5 separate regions of the Sus scrofa genome follow, and regions 1, 2, 3 and 4 are each linked to region 5. Evidence: chromatin contacts called from public Hi-C, HiChIP or PLAC-seq and promoter capture Hi-C data. All regions are on one chromosome and are shown on one strand. Each heading gives the region's core, a stretch centred on a gene start, on an enhancer-like site or on the middle of the called end of the contact. The rest is flanking DNA. Distances are from core to core; before and after follow the strand shown. Region 1 holds the start of MRPS16 (28S ribosomal protein S16, mitochondrial). Region 2 holds the start of OIT3 (oncoprotein induced transcript 3). Region 3 holds the start of ECD (protein ecdysoneless homolog). Region 4 holds the start of NUDT13 (nucleoside diphosphate-linked moiety X motif 13). Region 5 holds the start of DNAJB12 (dnaJ homolog subfamily B member 12).

Region 1 (2,700 bases), core at 143-2,642, 880 kb before region 5:
CATGTAAGCAGCATACTGTTCTGAGTTCCTTTTTTTTTTTTTTTTTGTCTTTTTGCTATTTCTTGGGCCGCTCCCGCGGCATATGGAGGTTCCCAGGCTAGGGATCCAATCAGAGCTGTAGCCGCCAGCCTACGCCAGAGCCACAGCAACGCAGGATCCGAGCCGCGTCTGCAACCTACACCACAGCTCACAGCAACGCCGGATCGTTAACCCACTGAGCAAGGGCAGGGACTGAACCCGCAACCTCATGGTTCCTAGTCGGATTCGTTAACCACTGCGCCATGACGGGAACTCCCTGAGTTCTTTTTAATGGAGTTGCCATGAAACAGAGAATATAAGAAGAGTCAATTCCACCCCAAGGATGGAATTTAGCTGTGGCTCTGAAAATAAGAGGTCTCTACATAGGTATATCAGGCATGACCTATGTCCTTCCTATCCTCCTCTCATGCAGCTGAAATTGAAAGATGAGAATCTGCTTGCAGAGATCCACACAGTACAGGAGACAGTTGGCTTTGGAAATCCATCTTTCTGACATCTTCCACCTGAAGAATTTTCTGTATGGGATGCTAAGCTCCTTTCCTTCTCAGAGAAATTAAATCCTGGATGTTTCACCATATGAGGGCTGTGGATGAGTTAAAAAAAGATCTTCAACATAAATTGAAACTCATTCATGTATTTCCATTGGGTATCATACTGGATGGCTATGTTACTGGAAGTTTTACTGGTTGACAGTAAACCGGGTGGCAATAAAAATCTAAATAAGAGGTTTTGAATTCTATGTGGTTCTGGAATTAAGGTACACTGAAGTCATTTAAGAATTATATATTTTTAATAGATGCAAACTATTGCATTTGGAGTGGATAAGCAATGAGATCCTGCTTGTATAGCACAGGAAACTATATCTAGTCACTTGTGATGGAACATGATGGAGGATAATGCAAGAAGAATATATAGGTACGACTGGGTACCTTGCTGTACAGTAGAAATTGACAGAACACTGTAAGCCGACTATAATGGAAAAAATAAACACCATAAAAAATAAAAAGAATTATATATATATATTTTACATATAATTCCCCCACACCAGACCGTCAGCTTCCTTGGGGCAGGAACAGCACCCTTTCATCTTTGAGATCTCAGCACTGCACCTTGGCCCTAACGTGCTCAAAAGAAAGTTTGCTGGCAGGATGGATTTGTAGAGCAGTTTAGCACCTCTCAGCCGCTCTCGGTATTCTCCCCATATTCCTCCCTCCAGCAGGGACCCACAGCCAGAGGGAGCCGGGCGCTCGCACAGGGTTTGGCTGCCCCTTTCCGGAGGCAGTAAAGGCGCGTTGAGTTCTGCGTGCGGCGTTACCGGCACCATAGAGGCAAAAAGCGGAAGAGGCGGGGCAAATGGGCCATTCGCTTCCGGCACCGGGGAGCCAGGCTGGGGTCGCTGAGGGGTGAGGTCGGGGCTTCGGGGGCATTGACCTTTCCTGTCTGTCCGCCGTGCAGTCCTTGACCGTAGAGCCGATCGGCCGGAACTGGCGCACAGGCCCCGGCGCCCTCTGGCTGCGCCATGGTCCAGCTCAGTGAGTGGATAGGGGCCCCGGGAGACCTTCTGGGCGGTGGAGCGGGTAGGAGGCATGGGGGATAGCGTGAAGCTGCGCTCTCCTGGGCTAGTTGGAGGCAAGCCAGCCTGAAACAAACTGCCACACGTTTGATCCTCCCCTTTGTGTGAGTGTGTGTGTGTGTGTGTGTGTGTTTAAATTTTTGCGGAAACTCTGTGAAATAAATGGTTTTCATCATATATTTGAGGCAGCTGGGCTCCGACATGGTACAGAGCCAGTAAATGGCAGACCTGTGGTGAGTGCACTAGAGGGTGAGGAGGAAGGTCCTTTCTAGCTGGAGCGCATGAGAGGAGTTTGACAAAAAGAAAAAAAGGTATCTCGACAGATTGACAAGAGTTGGTTGGAAATAAGGACATTTCAGTAGAGGAAGGGAGTTGTTTCATCTGCCTCATTTAGTCCATTTTGTGCCCTCAGTTCTTGTGTCTTAACTGCTTATTTCTCCACAGCTACTGTTCTGTGCAGGGCCTACCGTGGAGGCCATTTAACCATCCGCCTTGCCCTGGGTGGCTGTACCAACCGGCCTTTCTACCGCATCGTGGCTGCTCACAGCAAGTGTCCCAGGGATGGCCGTTTTGTAGAGCAGCTGGGCTCCTATGATCCGCTGCCCAACAGTCATGGAGAGAAACTCGTAGCTCTCAACTTCGACCGGATCAGACATTGGATTGGCTGTGGGGCCCACCTCTCTAAGCCTGTGGAAAAGCTCCTGGGTAACTAACTCTGTACTAGTCTTACCTCTGAGAGGATTTTAAAATGAAGTCAATTCCAAAATCATGGGAACTCAGAACGATTTTCATTATCTCCAGGCTAATGAGGATTGGCGTGAGAACTGAAATTGATTAATTGCCGTTTAGAACCTGGAGACCCCTTTTGTGGACTCCTTTTGTGAAACTTTATGGGTGACTGAGATTTTTATGCTAAAAATTGGGAATGGTGTATCTTGAATGGATCTCTGTCAGTTGATTTTTTTATCAAGTAAGGAGAATAGTGTTAGGAAGTAGACAGTATCCATTGTCTTTTTTTTTTTTTTTTTTTTTTTTTGTCTTTTTGCTTTTTTGAGGGCTGCTCTCGTGGCATATGGAGGTTCCCAGGC
Region 2 (2,700 bases), core at 131-2,630, 540 kb before region 5:
TACCTTTGCCACAAATAATGAACCAGTGTTGGTATGTTATTATTAACTCAACCATAGTTTAGGTTTCCTTAGTTTTTGCCTATGTCTTTCTCTGTTCCTGGATCCGATCTAGGACACCACATGGGATTTAGTTTACCATGTCTCTTTAGGGTCTCAAACCTATTTATATATGTATAAATATATACATATATATATATATATATACACATATATATACATATATATACATATTTTCTTGGGGGGGGGGTCTTTTTAGGGCTGCTCCTGCTGCATATGGAAGTTCCCAGGCTTAGGGGTCTAACTGGAGCTGCAGCTGTCGACCACAGCCACACCAGATCTGAGCTGCGTCTGTGACCTACACCACAGCTCCCAGCAATGCTGGATCCTTAACCCACAGAGCAAGGCCAGGGATCAAACCCTGCATCCTCATGGATACTAGTGGGGGCGGGGTTCCTTACCACTGAGCCACAGTGGGAACTGCCTTTAATATATATTCTTGAAGGTGCTAGAGCAAGGCCTGAGCTACCCAGAATAAATAAATAGTGGCAATTAAGCACCCAGCTTTTCAAAAGTGCCAAGAAGGACACTTCTCTTCACCTTAACCTCCTCTCACTTTCTCTTCTAGTTAGAACTCATACTGGGAAAGGAGAGAGAAATTTTTTAGTAGCTGGAATTTAAATTTTTCTTTGCCATGTTGGCCAGTTTTGTGCCAAGCCTGAGGAGGACGACAGTTTAAAGTTCACTCAGTCTGTGCAAAAGTCATATTTTCAGATGTCAAGACTCAGAAGACTGATTTATTCAGATCTGTTCCTTTCATGGGCACAGTTAGTCCCTTGCATTCATTAAAGAAAAAAAACTCCATCCTTCCCTCTAAAAATCTTTTTTTTTTCCCTCTTGAAGTTGGAACTATAAAAGTGCCTAGAATATAAAGAGGTTAGAATTTCTTTTACACATATCCAAGAAATACTTGGCTTGTGGAAAGTTGTTTGGACATGGCAGATCTATGGAAATTTTGGATGCCCAGGCAAGAGGCTAAATGGCACATGGAAGAGAAATTCTCTGAAAACATATCTTCATAGGTTATTCATGACTTTTATACTATTCTAGAACCCATATTTAAGATTCTGGAATCTTGCTCTTAATAACCTGTACACAACAGCAAATTCCTACAACAAAAATTACATTGTGCCATGTACTTGGCATAAGACTTACCCTTTGGTGACACGAGTGTTATTGTGATAAAGAGGCAGGTGAGAAGCAGGAACTGAGGCATCCTTCTGGACCAGCCACCAGAGACAGACTGGAAAATCCTCTTAATTTCAGTTTTCCTTTGTCCGCTTCTTTATCAAGCGCCTTTTTAAAAAGGCCTCAAGGCTCTTATGAAGAAAGACTTCAGTACTGGTTGGGACTTTATCAGAGGAAGAGGATGAGTGGGATAAAGTGTCCATTGCTCTGGCCTTGACCCCAGATAGAAGCACTGCTTTACATTGTCAACAGGGTTATTTTATTGGTATTTTTCTTTAGGAAAAAAAAAAAAAAAAAACAACCAAAACCAAACAAACTTCACAATCCCTCATCCTCCTATTGTCTTTTTTCTCAAAAGTTCCCTGCAGTGAGACCTCCAGTATCTTATCCAGAAGGGAACTCTAAAAGCGGGACATCCCCTCACGTCAAAATCTTGTTTTGTGACTTCTAGGTATTGATTTCATGGTGTTGCAGCCATAGCATTGCATTCTAAATGAGAATGGGATAAAACCTACTTTTTGGAATTGATCATTAGGAAATCTCTTCATCAGGTGGTTAAGGAGTTTACAGTAGCATGCAAAGGAGTAGTAAGGTCATGTGTGGCATGAGGACAGTATTCTCCTGAAGCAAGCTTCTAAGTCTGGTATCTTTGCTATCAAAACTTCTTTGGGCTCAAAACTTCCTAAAGAAATAAGGTTTAGGTTGTGTTTTTTTGTTTTTTGTTTTTTTTTTTGTCTTTTTTTGTTGTTGTTGTTGTTGTTGTTGTTGCTATTTCTTGGGCCGCTCCCGTGGCATATGGAGGTTCCCAGGCTAGGGGTTGAATCGGAGCTGTAGCCACCGGCCTACGCCAGAGCCACAGCAACGCGGGATCCGAGCCGCGTCTGCAACCTACACCACAGCTCACGGCAACGCCGGATCCTTAACCCACTGAGCAAGGGCAGGGACCGAACCCGCAACCTCATGGTTCCTAGTCGGATTCGTTAACCACTGCGCCACGATGGGAACTCCTAGGTTGTGTTTTTAATCAATTTTGAGCAGCAGTATCTCATGTTTTCATAATGCCTTTCTTCCTCCATTTAAAATGGTTTAAAGTTATTTATATTACTAATTTTCACACAAAGATAGGGGCAGGAGCTTCAAATTAGGAAACACTCATTAAATTAATGACACTGAAAAAGGAGTGATGAAGTTTCATTTTTAGACAAAAGAGGGAAAATGTAGAGTTCTGTATATTTCATGTCATTAGACATGTCACCATAATTATGTGTACCAGTTTGCAAGCTCCCTGACATTCCATGGTGTGTAGAATGAGAATTGGCCAGGAGTTCCCGTCGTGGCGCAGTGGTAAACGAATCGGACTAGGAACCATGAGGTTTCAGGTTCAATCCCTGGCCTTGCTCAGTGGGTTAAGGATCCGGCGTTGCTGTGAGCTGTGGCGCAGGTTGCAGACGCAGC
Region 3 (2,700 bases), core at 198-2,697, 800 kb before region 5:
AAGGAAATGACCATTTATTGAGGCCCTATTAAATGTCAAGCCCTATGCCATCATTTTAGACATGCTTTTAGATAAAGTCTTATTCCTATGTTATAGAAATGAAGGCTCAAAAAATTAGTAATTTGCCTAAAATTCAGAAGGCTAGAAAAGAGTCTAACCAGAAACCCAGGTGTGACTGAAAATACCATAGCTGTTATTACCATATATAATTAATATTTAATTAATAAATGTATGGTTGCTAAAATTACATACCTTAGTGGAGAAAAACAACAACTGGGATTTGGGGTTAAAAAGCCCAAGCTCAAAAACCTATTGGTTATATAATCTTAAGATGTGTACCTTTCTGATACTTCCTCTGCTGAAAATTGAAGATGGTCATATCCATCTTAAAGATTAAGATGTGAAAGTTTCTGAAAGTGTAAAGCATTAATAAATGTATGACATTATCATTACTTCCTAAATTACAACACTTCACTAAGTTGTTCAAGCTGGAAATATCTGTTCTCTAAAGTCTCAAAAGCAAACCTGATCCTGAGGATTCTGACTCTTCAACGCAGAGGTGGGGAGACAGTATGTAATGGTTATGACCACAAACTTCAGAATCAGACTGATAACGGGTCTATACTTCAGCTCCATCACCACCTAGCTGTGTGATCTTTGGCACGATACAACCTTCAGATCTGGGATCTTTATCTTGTAGGAAGTACAAAATAAGAGTTCCTATCTGGTATCCTTATTGATAGGATTAAGTAAGCTAATGCATGTAAGCGCTTCGCAGGGTGTTTGGCTTTAGACGTATTCAACTTTATTGTAGGACTCAGTTATTAATAACTTCACGAGTTGTTAGTGGCCATGGAAAGTGGGGCATGGAACACAACGGAAACTACAAATGCCTTAGGAAACCCAGTTCCTGAGCCCCGGGAGTGCAGCCCAAGAGGGTCAAGTCCTGGGATTGCACTGGTAACACGCTCTTAGCTGGAGATGGAGGTCTGGAGGGGCAACGTCCGGCAAGGCTAGGAGGAGAAAATTTCAAAGAATTTTTTCTTTCCCTCGCCCTGGGAAAGAAAAAGGAGCAAGGGACTGGTCAAGGAGGGTCCCCAGAGCGCCTGCGGCCCGCCACGGCTTCCCCCGGCCCCAGCTGGGTGGCTGAGCAGTCCACTCACAGCTCCAAGTTCTGAGGCACCGCCTTCCGTGTGTATCTGGAGATCATCCTCCTCTTCCTCCTCAGCCGCGGCCGGGGCGGCCAAGCCAGGGTGGGGGCCTCCGGGCCTGGCCCTCCCGCCAGCTCCGGCTCGGCCCCCTCCCGCCACCTTCCGGCCCCGTCACGCCCCGTCTCCTAGACTCCGGACCGCCACCACCCCAGGATCCCCACCTCTCCAGTCCTCTCCCCTCCCTGTTTCCCCGTGGGGGCGGAAGTGACGAACGCACAGGTGCAGCCGCCTAATACTCCCGCCGACACCTAGCAAAGGCGACGCTGGGAGTTCCGGAGCTGAGCCGGTTTCTGACTTAAGTTTCCGCTGGCTTCAGGTCCTAGACAAGCGTGTGGATCCAGTCAGAGCCGGGCTTTGGCTGCTGCTGGCAGCCCACGAGGTAGGAGAGAAGGCTGAGGAAAGGTGCCGCAGCAGGGACGTGAGGAAGAGGCCCAGGCTTTAGAACTGGAAGCGAAATTGGCTTCATTTTGTTGGATGAAGAAGGGACCCTTGTTTTGAGTAAAGAGCGCTAGAACCTAGTCCGGCCTCAGCTGCTTGGTTGCTTCTCCTGCCGTGCTCCCGGTTTCCTCATATGTACAGTGTGGAGTCAGTCTGAGTGATCTCAAAGTCCCTTCTAGCCTGACACTAAATTCTTCATAATAAGGTGTGCTTGGCATTCTGGGGTGGGTGAGTATTTATTATCTGTCAATCTGGACTGTAGTGAGTGTCTGGATAGAAGATGCAAGTTCCTCTCGACTTAGTTTTATTAGTTCCTTGGAAAACCAAATAAGCCTGAAAATCGAATCACAGCCTTAAAGTGGACCATCCAGTGCAATATCTTTCTTTAACAAGCCTCACCTGGCAGCAATAGTAAGCTAGTACTTTTGTCTGTAAGGGAAATCCTTAGAAAACAGTTATTTATACCCTCTGAGACCTGAAAAGGGGCGGAGGGCGGTGGTTTGGGACGGGTTGTTGTAGGATCAAGAGCCATGGGCAGATTATTTTGGGGTGAAATGATAGGATATAAATGTTTTGTAGTTTTGAATTCACCCATGATGTACAAGGGGAAAGATTTAAATTCTGCAGAGTAAGGGAGATTACTCTTAAGAGTGTTTAAACAATAAAAATTCAGGGAAGAAGTTCCCTGGTGGCTCAGGAGGTTAAATACAGCTGTGTCATGGGTTCAGTCACTGGCCTGAGAACTTATGCATGCTACAGGCATGGCAGGAAAGAAAGGAAGAACGAACGAACGAAAAGAAAGAAAGAAAGAAAGTAAAGAGAGAGAAAGAGAGGGAGAAGAGGATGAAGGGAGGAAAGTAGAGACGGATTTTAGAAATGATAAAATAACATTCTCATTCTACAATTAGGGGGAAGCCCCAGAAAGAGAAAATGAAATGCCCAGAATGACACAACTAGGACCAGTGGCAGAACTGGAATTTTTGTCAATATTTCAAGAGATGTTATTGCATTGTTTCTGACCGTGTGTTACATGCACCACTATTAGTGCAAA
Region 4 (2,700 bases), core at 5-2,504, 730 kb before region 5:
TTATATTTAATATAGTTCCCTGCTGGGAGTTCCGACGTCCCAGCCTGAGGCTGATGGCGTAACCCAGGCGCTAAACAACCTGTTGAAAGGAGTGGGGCAAATCCGGAGTAACCACGGTAACAAGGGCGTGGCGAGGACCCTGCGCAGGCGCGCTACACCACACGCCCGCCCGCCGGCCCCTCCCCTCGGCTCCGGACTTCACCAGCTGGTGGGGAGTCTGGGGCGTGGGACGTGGGCAAAGGGTGGGGGCGAGGGCCTGGGCTGGGCGCCTGCGCAAACGCCTGGGCGCTGGTGTGATCGAGCTCACGTAGCGAGGGTTGCAGTTGCCTCCTCCCTAGCGCTGCCGTCGCGGCCTAGAGGTTATAAAAGGGCTAACTGGCTCCCTCTGCTGCCCAGTCAAGCCACCAGCGGGCTTAGAGAAGGGAGCCGGCTTGACTGAAGGCGGTCGAGGACTGGAGAACGCGCAGCCCTCCCCTGCCACTTCTCAGGTGAGACGCTTCTCCGACCTTGGAGAATGAGGATGAAGTCCTTGGGTAGTCGTTGGCTACTGAGGCTGAAGTTCTTGGGCAGCCGCGGCCCTTCTCGGATGGCTCTGGGGGGTCTGGTCCCTGCCCTCTCTGGTGGGATGGCTCGGGGGCAGGGGTTCCCTGGTTTACTACCGCAGTACCTTCTCCTCTGTACCTTCCCCAGGTCCAGCGCCCCGCGCCTCCTGGTTGTCCCAGAGGCCCTTCCGCCCTCCTCGGTGCTCCCCTTCCCACCTCCTCCCAGATTGGCGTCCCCGACTGTTGGGGCTGCGGCAGCCTCTGTCTCCGCCCCGGGAACCAGTACTTTCTTGAATATTCCTTCCCGAGGAGGGGTAACCCTGTTGATTTTCCCGAGCTCCACTCTTACCTGGTCCTCGCTTGCAAAGCTGACGGGTACGCGACGGTTTTCGGCCTCCAAATCAGCAGATGGTTAGCATGTGGCAGTGGAGAACTGATTTTAAAGCTTAGAGCTCACGCCGAAGCACTCGGGCGTTTTTACCCCGCGGAAGAGTTGTCGGGTCTAGGAAGCGGACATACCCGGGGAAGTTCAGGCTCATCTGTTGCGCGCAGCGGTGCAGCCCGAGCAGTTAGACGTAGCCCCGGGCGGCGAGTTTCGGGCGGCTGGGTAGGGAAGTCGGCTGTCAGATTCTCAGTCAACCGGGAAGCTAGTCTTCTTCCTTCCTTCTGCCACATAAAAATTTTAAAGGTACATGAGCTTCTCTCCCTCCCCACCCCCCTCTGCTCTTTCACAGCAGAATCTGATGCTTTTAAAAGTCCATCAGGAAATCGAATTCTGTGTTTGTGCGAGAACTTTGAGTTAAGCGAATGGCCCCCAGATGTATGTTTTAAGGGGGAGGAAGAGTGGTATCATAAGTATGAGACTATTTCTCCTCAGTCATCGAATGTATTAAATACAGTTCAGTTTTTAGACACTAACGTCTTTGGCGTTCCGACAGAGTGGAGAAGATTCTTGGAATTTTGCACTGTTTGCTTTAAGGGACGAAGAACCTAGATTTCCTTTTAGGAATTGATCTAAAAGGCCAACGAGGCTTGCCAGTTTCAACTTAACTGTTTCTTGTTTCTCTAAGAGCTGTGGCTCTTGGACTTTCCCTTGGAATGCACTCTGAAGGGATGAAATAGTCACTTCTGAGTGGGGGAAGGGAAAGACGTGGCAGCAGTGTTCTTTCATCAACTTTAGGCTCTTTTTTTTTTGATACAGGTTTTGGGAAGAAAGTATTTCCCCTTTTAGATTTAGATGTAGCTTATGAATGAGGCTAGTCTTTATCTAAAATAATAAGAAATATACTGTCCTTGTAGCTGGAACATTGGAATCTAATATATAAAACATTTTAAAGGGATTTTTCTCATCAAGTATCTATGAAAAAAATGGATACCTTAGGCAGGAAATATTTTAGCTGAAAGTCAATAACCTTGAGTATGTTTTGCCTTGATTTAAAATTTGAGTAGACATTCAGTGATTTTTGTTTAACTTTGACTTTTAGCCTGTGAATATAATTTCTAAATCTTAACTGTGAACTTCACATTTTACCTTTTCTTTCTGTGAGAAGTGTAGGTTTTGTCACTTACCTTTAAAAGTCATGTCAGTTTTGGTTTTGGAACATTATGCCTTCAGTCCCTTGGTAGCTGATAGCTGATGCCAAATGCTTCTTTGAGATTGAACTTAGTTACTAGGGAAAGGACTGCTTTGTGTCTTTAGGTGAATAATGCTATTTGATGTCTTTAAATGAGTTGTATTTTGAGGTACTGAAAGCCAGGGACTTTGGTAGGCAGATAATGGTGTTGACCATTTTGTATCTTGGAAACATGTAGTGAAAAAAACAGATGAAAGGCATTCCCTTTCAGTGCAGCAGGTTAAGAATCCAGTGTTATCACTGCAGTGGCTAAGGTTGCTGCTGTGGCATGGGTTCAGTCCCTGGCCCGGGAACTTCCACATATCATGGGCGTGGCCAAAAAACAGATTGAAAAAAATATGCAACACTTAATTACTGCAGAAAAATTTAGACAGTGTAAAATTCTACTAAAAAAATAAAGCATTAGGAAGTTCCCGTTGCGGCTCAGCTGTAATGAGCCCAGCTAGTATCCATGAGGATGCAGGTTTGATCCCTGGCCTCACTCAGTGGGTTAAGAATTCGGCATTGCTGTGAGCTATAGTGTA
Region 5 (2,816 bases), core at 194-2,693:
TGGTGGCTTTCTTGCTGTCTTTGGGGTTATGATGGTTCCTTGCCCTTCCCTCTGGAATGAAGATTGCTTACAGGGAAGGGGTGGTGGGGGGTGTTCCAATTACAAAAAAGAACACTAAATGCAATATAACTCTAACTAAAAAGTAACCGTTAGTAAAAGAAAGCAATTAAGCAAGGACTAGATCCTTTGTGAAAAGCTAGTTAAGAGTAAGTGTGTGGGCCAAGGCAGGGCATGACATCATGAAGACTATTTTAACTAGTTTTTATCTATAATAATATTTCCTAATCATTGACTCTTTTTTTTCTCTTTTGTCATTTTAGGGCCATACCCACAGCATGTGGAGGTTCCCAGGCTAGGGATCGAATAGGTGCTGTAGGCCTACACCACAGCCACAACAACGTGCGATCCGAGCCATGTCTGCGACCACAGCTCACAGCAACGCCAGATTTTTAACCCACTGAACGGGGTCAGGGGTTGAACCCATGTCCTCATGGATACTAGCTGGGTTCTTTAACCACTGAGCCATGATGGGAACTCCCTTAATCATTAACTCTTGTGTTAGCCTTTTAAGACCAAGGCTAAAGGAAAAGTCTTTTCCTTCAAAACACAAGGACTTAAGATTTTTTTTTTTTTTTTTTCTTTTTGCCATTTCTTGGGCCACTCCCATGGCATATGGAGGTTCCCAGGCTAGGGGTCGAATCGGAGCTGTAGCTGCTGGCCTACACCACAGCCACAGCAATGCAGGATCCAAGCTGCGTCTGCGACACACATCACAGCTCAAGGCAACGCCAGATCCTTAACCCACGGAGCAAGGCCAGGGATCAAACCCGCAACCTCATGGTTCCTAGTTGGATTCGTTAACCACTGAGCCACAACGGGAACTCCAAGGACTCAAGATCTTATACAGGGTTTCAAAACCAGGACCCTACCCCAAGGCTGCACCATTTTTTCCTTGACTAATCCTCCCCAGTTTCTTCATTCCCTCCCTTAAGATCTTTAATGACTGAGACCTGTTCAAGGGCCAGCATTGCAGCCAGGCTTAGATCACAAATTGGCTTAAGCCAAAATGGATTCTTAGGAGTTCCCATTGTGGCTCAGTGGTAATAATCCCAACTACTATCCATGAGAATTCGGGTTCCATCAATCCCTGGCCTCGCTCAGTGGGTTAAGGATCCAGCGTTGCCGTGAGCTGTGGTGCATTTGCTTTTCCTTCTGCCTGGACCACCTTTCTTCCAGGTGACTTAACACCTGGAATACCTATTCTCTCTTTCTTGAATTCAGATTTCTATTAAAATAACCGCTTCTGGGAGAAGATTTATCTGATCAGGCTATTTTGCACCTTCCACTCTCAATCTCTTTATTTCTTTATATTGTCTTTTTTTTTCTTCATAGCATTTATCACGCTTGGACTCTATCTCTTTATTGGATGTCTCCCCACCCGGCTACACACACTGGAAGGTAAGCTCCCTGAGGGCAAGGGCTTTGTTTTTTCACCGCTGCCTTGTACTTAGCATGGCAAATAGCGGGTATTCAATAAATATCCGCTGAATGAATAAATAAATAAGCCACCTTCATCTCAAATACACAGAGTTACTACCAAGAACATGCAAAAATACAATACTTGAAGACCTCTGAATACGACTCCTTTGGGCTCCAGGAATGTGGTTGTGCACACTTAGCGCTTCTGCTACACGTCCCCCTCTTAGAAGACATACGGTAGCACTTCCTCCTTCGCTCAAAATCTCGCACTAATCTCGGAAAAGGAGGGGGCAGAGGGTTACGTCACCATCCTGCGACAGCCTGCCCCGAGACGCGCCAGCAGCTGGCTCAGCCTTTCGCTCCCCGGCCTCCCCCTCCCTGGTTCCGCGCTCTGGTTCCGCCATGGAATCTAACAAGGATGAAGCCGAGCGCTGTATTAGCATCGCCCTCAAGGCCATCCAGAGCAACCAGCATGACAGGGCGCTCCGCTTCCTGGAGAAGGCGCAGCGGCTGTACCCGACCCCGCGAGTTCGCGGTGAGTGTGAGGTGCCGGAGACACAGAGGGGACATTAGAACTGATGGGGGGAATATGGGAACGGACCGACGGGATCAGTTGGAGGAGGGGGAGGGGTGGCGAGGCGCGGCTACGCCTGCGTACTGAGACGCGCGGTGGCCGCTGGGAGGTGTAGTGTTCGGCTCTCCCACTTCTCTGGGATGCTGGACACCTAATGAGAGGGGCCACAGCGACGTCAGCTTTCCTGGGGCTTGCGGACCCCTCTGAGATTTGGAGTTCCCAAGAATGAGAGGCGCTGGCAGGTGGGACGAAAGGAACTTACCTGGAAGCGAAATTGAACTACTTTTCCCAAGGGGCCATTCGGTGGCTGGGAGCCAGTTGCCGGTTTGGGAAATATTATAGTTTAGGAAAATAAACAACTCCTCTGACGGAGAGAATAGGTTCTAGAGAGGGAAAGAGGACTTCCGACCTTCGATCGGCCTGAAAAAGCGTCTCCATATTTTCTCACCCGGGGAGGGCCAGGGATCACCCTCCCCAAACGAGAGCCTACCTTCTTCCCATTCCACACAGTCTGCCCTGTGACTGTGGCTGAAAATGCGGCCTCTGTACACCTGCACCAGTTAAGTCTTGGAGACAGGAGACAGAGTTTTGAGGAAGAGAAAGAACAGCTTTATTGCTTTGCCAGGCAAAGGAGGACACAGCAGCCTAATGCCTCAGAACTATCTCCTGACCTGAGAGGGGATGGCAAGGGATTTTATGGCTTTAGCCCAGAAGTCAGGGTTATTGATTAAGGTGTCCATATTAGTCTTCATCCATAGGTCAT

The links. Promoter capture Hi-C pulls out the DNA fragments that hold promoters and counts their contacts. Hi-C and Micro-C count contacts between places; a contact is called where the count stands out from the background. HiChIP or PLAC-seq counts read pairs in DNA pulled down with a chosen protein or histone mark.
Region 1: a contact with region 5 is called in a Hi-C map of liver, with 7 times the contacts expected there. The contact joins the promoter of MRPS16 here to the promoter of DNAJB12 in region 5. A contact is called at or near these places in 1 of 5 promoter capture datasets (liver) and 1 of 47 Hi-C or Micro-C datasets (liver).
Region 2: a contact with region 5 is called in a promoter capture Hi-C map of fetal liver, with 3 times the contacts expected there. The contact joins the promoter of OIT3 here to the promoter of DNAJB12 in region 5. A contact is called at or near these places in 2 of 5 promoter capture datasets (fetal liver and fetal skeletal muscle) and 1 of 2 datasets of contacts at active chromatin or transcription factors (alveolar macrophages).
Region 3: an H3K27ac HiChIP or PLAC-seq map of alveolar macrophages shows a contact between it and region 5. The contact joins the promoter of ECD here to the promoter of DNAJB12 in region 5. A contact is called at or near these places in 1 of 47 Hi-C or Micro-C datasets (embryonic fibroblasts) and 1 of 2 datasets of contacts at active chromatin or transcription factors (alveolar macrophages).
Region 4: a contact with region 5 is called in a promoter capture Hi-C map of fetal liver, with 3 times the contacts expected there. The contact joins the promoter of NUDT13 here to the promoter of DNAJB12 in region 5. A contact is called at or near these places in 2 of 5 promoter capture datasets (fetal liver and liver), 2 of 47 Hi-C or Micro-C datasets (embryonic fibroblasts and heart right ventricle) and 2 of 2 datasets of contacts at active chromatin or transcription factors (alveolar macrophages and skeletal muscle).

Annotation. Positions count from the first base shown.
Region 1 is chr14:76,073,331-76,076,030 of Sscrofa11.1, reverse strand. It overlaps MRPS16 (28S ribosomal protein S16, mitochondrial), which reads left to right and starts at 1,392. Exons shown (of 4, transcript XR_001301010.1): 1 at 1,392-1,571; 2 at 2,057-2,317. It overlaps CFAP70 (cilia- and flagella-associated protein 70), which reads left to right. Exons shown (of 27, transcript XM_013983341.2): 27 at 452-762. The coding sequence ends at 532.
Region 2 is chr14:75,725,052-75,727,751 of Sscrofa11.1, reverse strand. OIT3 (oncoprotein induced transcript 3) reads right to left here and starts at 1,380. Exons shown (of 9, transcript NM_001244899.1): 1 at 1,213-1,380. The coding sequence starts at 1,273.
Region 3 is chr14:75,991,369-75,994,068 of Sscrofa11.1, reverse strand. ECD (protein ecdysoneless homolog) reads left to right here and starts at 1,447. Exons shown (of 13, transcript XM_005671096.3): 1 at 1,447-1,590. It overlaps FAM149B1 (protein FAM149B1), which reads right to left and starts at 1,412. Exons shown (of 13, transcript XM_013983338.2): 1 at 1,164-1,412. The coding sequence starts at 1,210.
Region 4 is chr14:75,916,610-75,919,309 of Sscrofa11.1, reverse strand. It overlaps NUDT13 (nucleoside diphosphate-linked moiety X motif 13), which reads right to left and starts at 1,254. Exons shown (of 12, transcript XM_021074324.1): 1 at 892-1,254. It overlaps P4HA1 (prolyl 4-hydroxylase subunit alpha 1), which reads left to right and starts at 408. Exons shown (of 15, transcript NM_001097435.1): 1 at 408-488.
Region 5 is chr14:75,188,736-75,191,551 of Sscrofa11.1, reverse strand. DNAJB12 (dnaJ homolog subfamily B member 12) reads left to right here and starts at 1,443. Exons shown (of 9, transcript XM_013983329.1): 1 at 1,443-1,458; 2 at 1,589-2,014. The coding sequence starts at 1,882.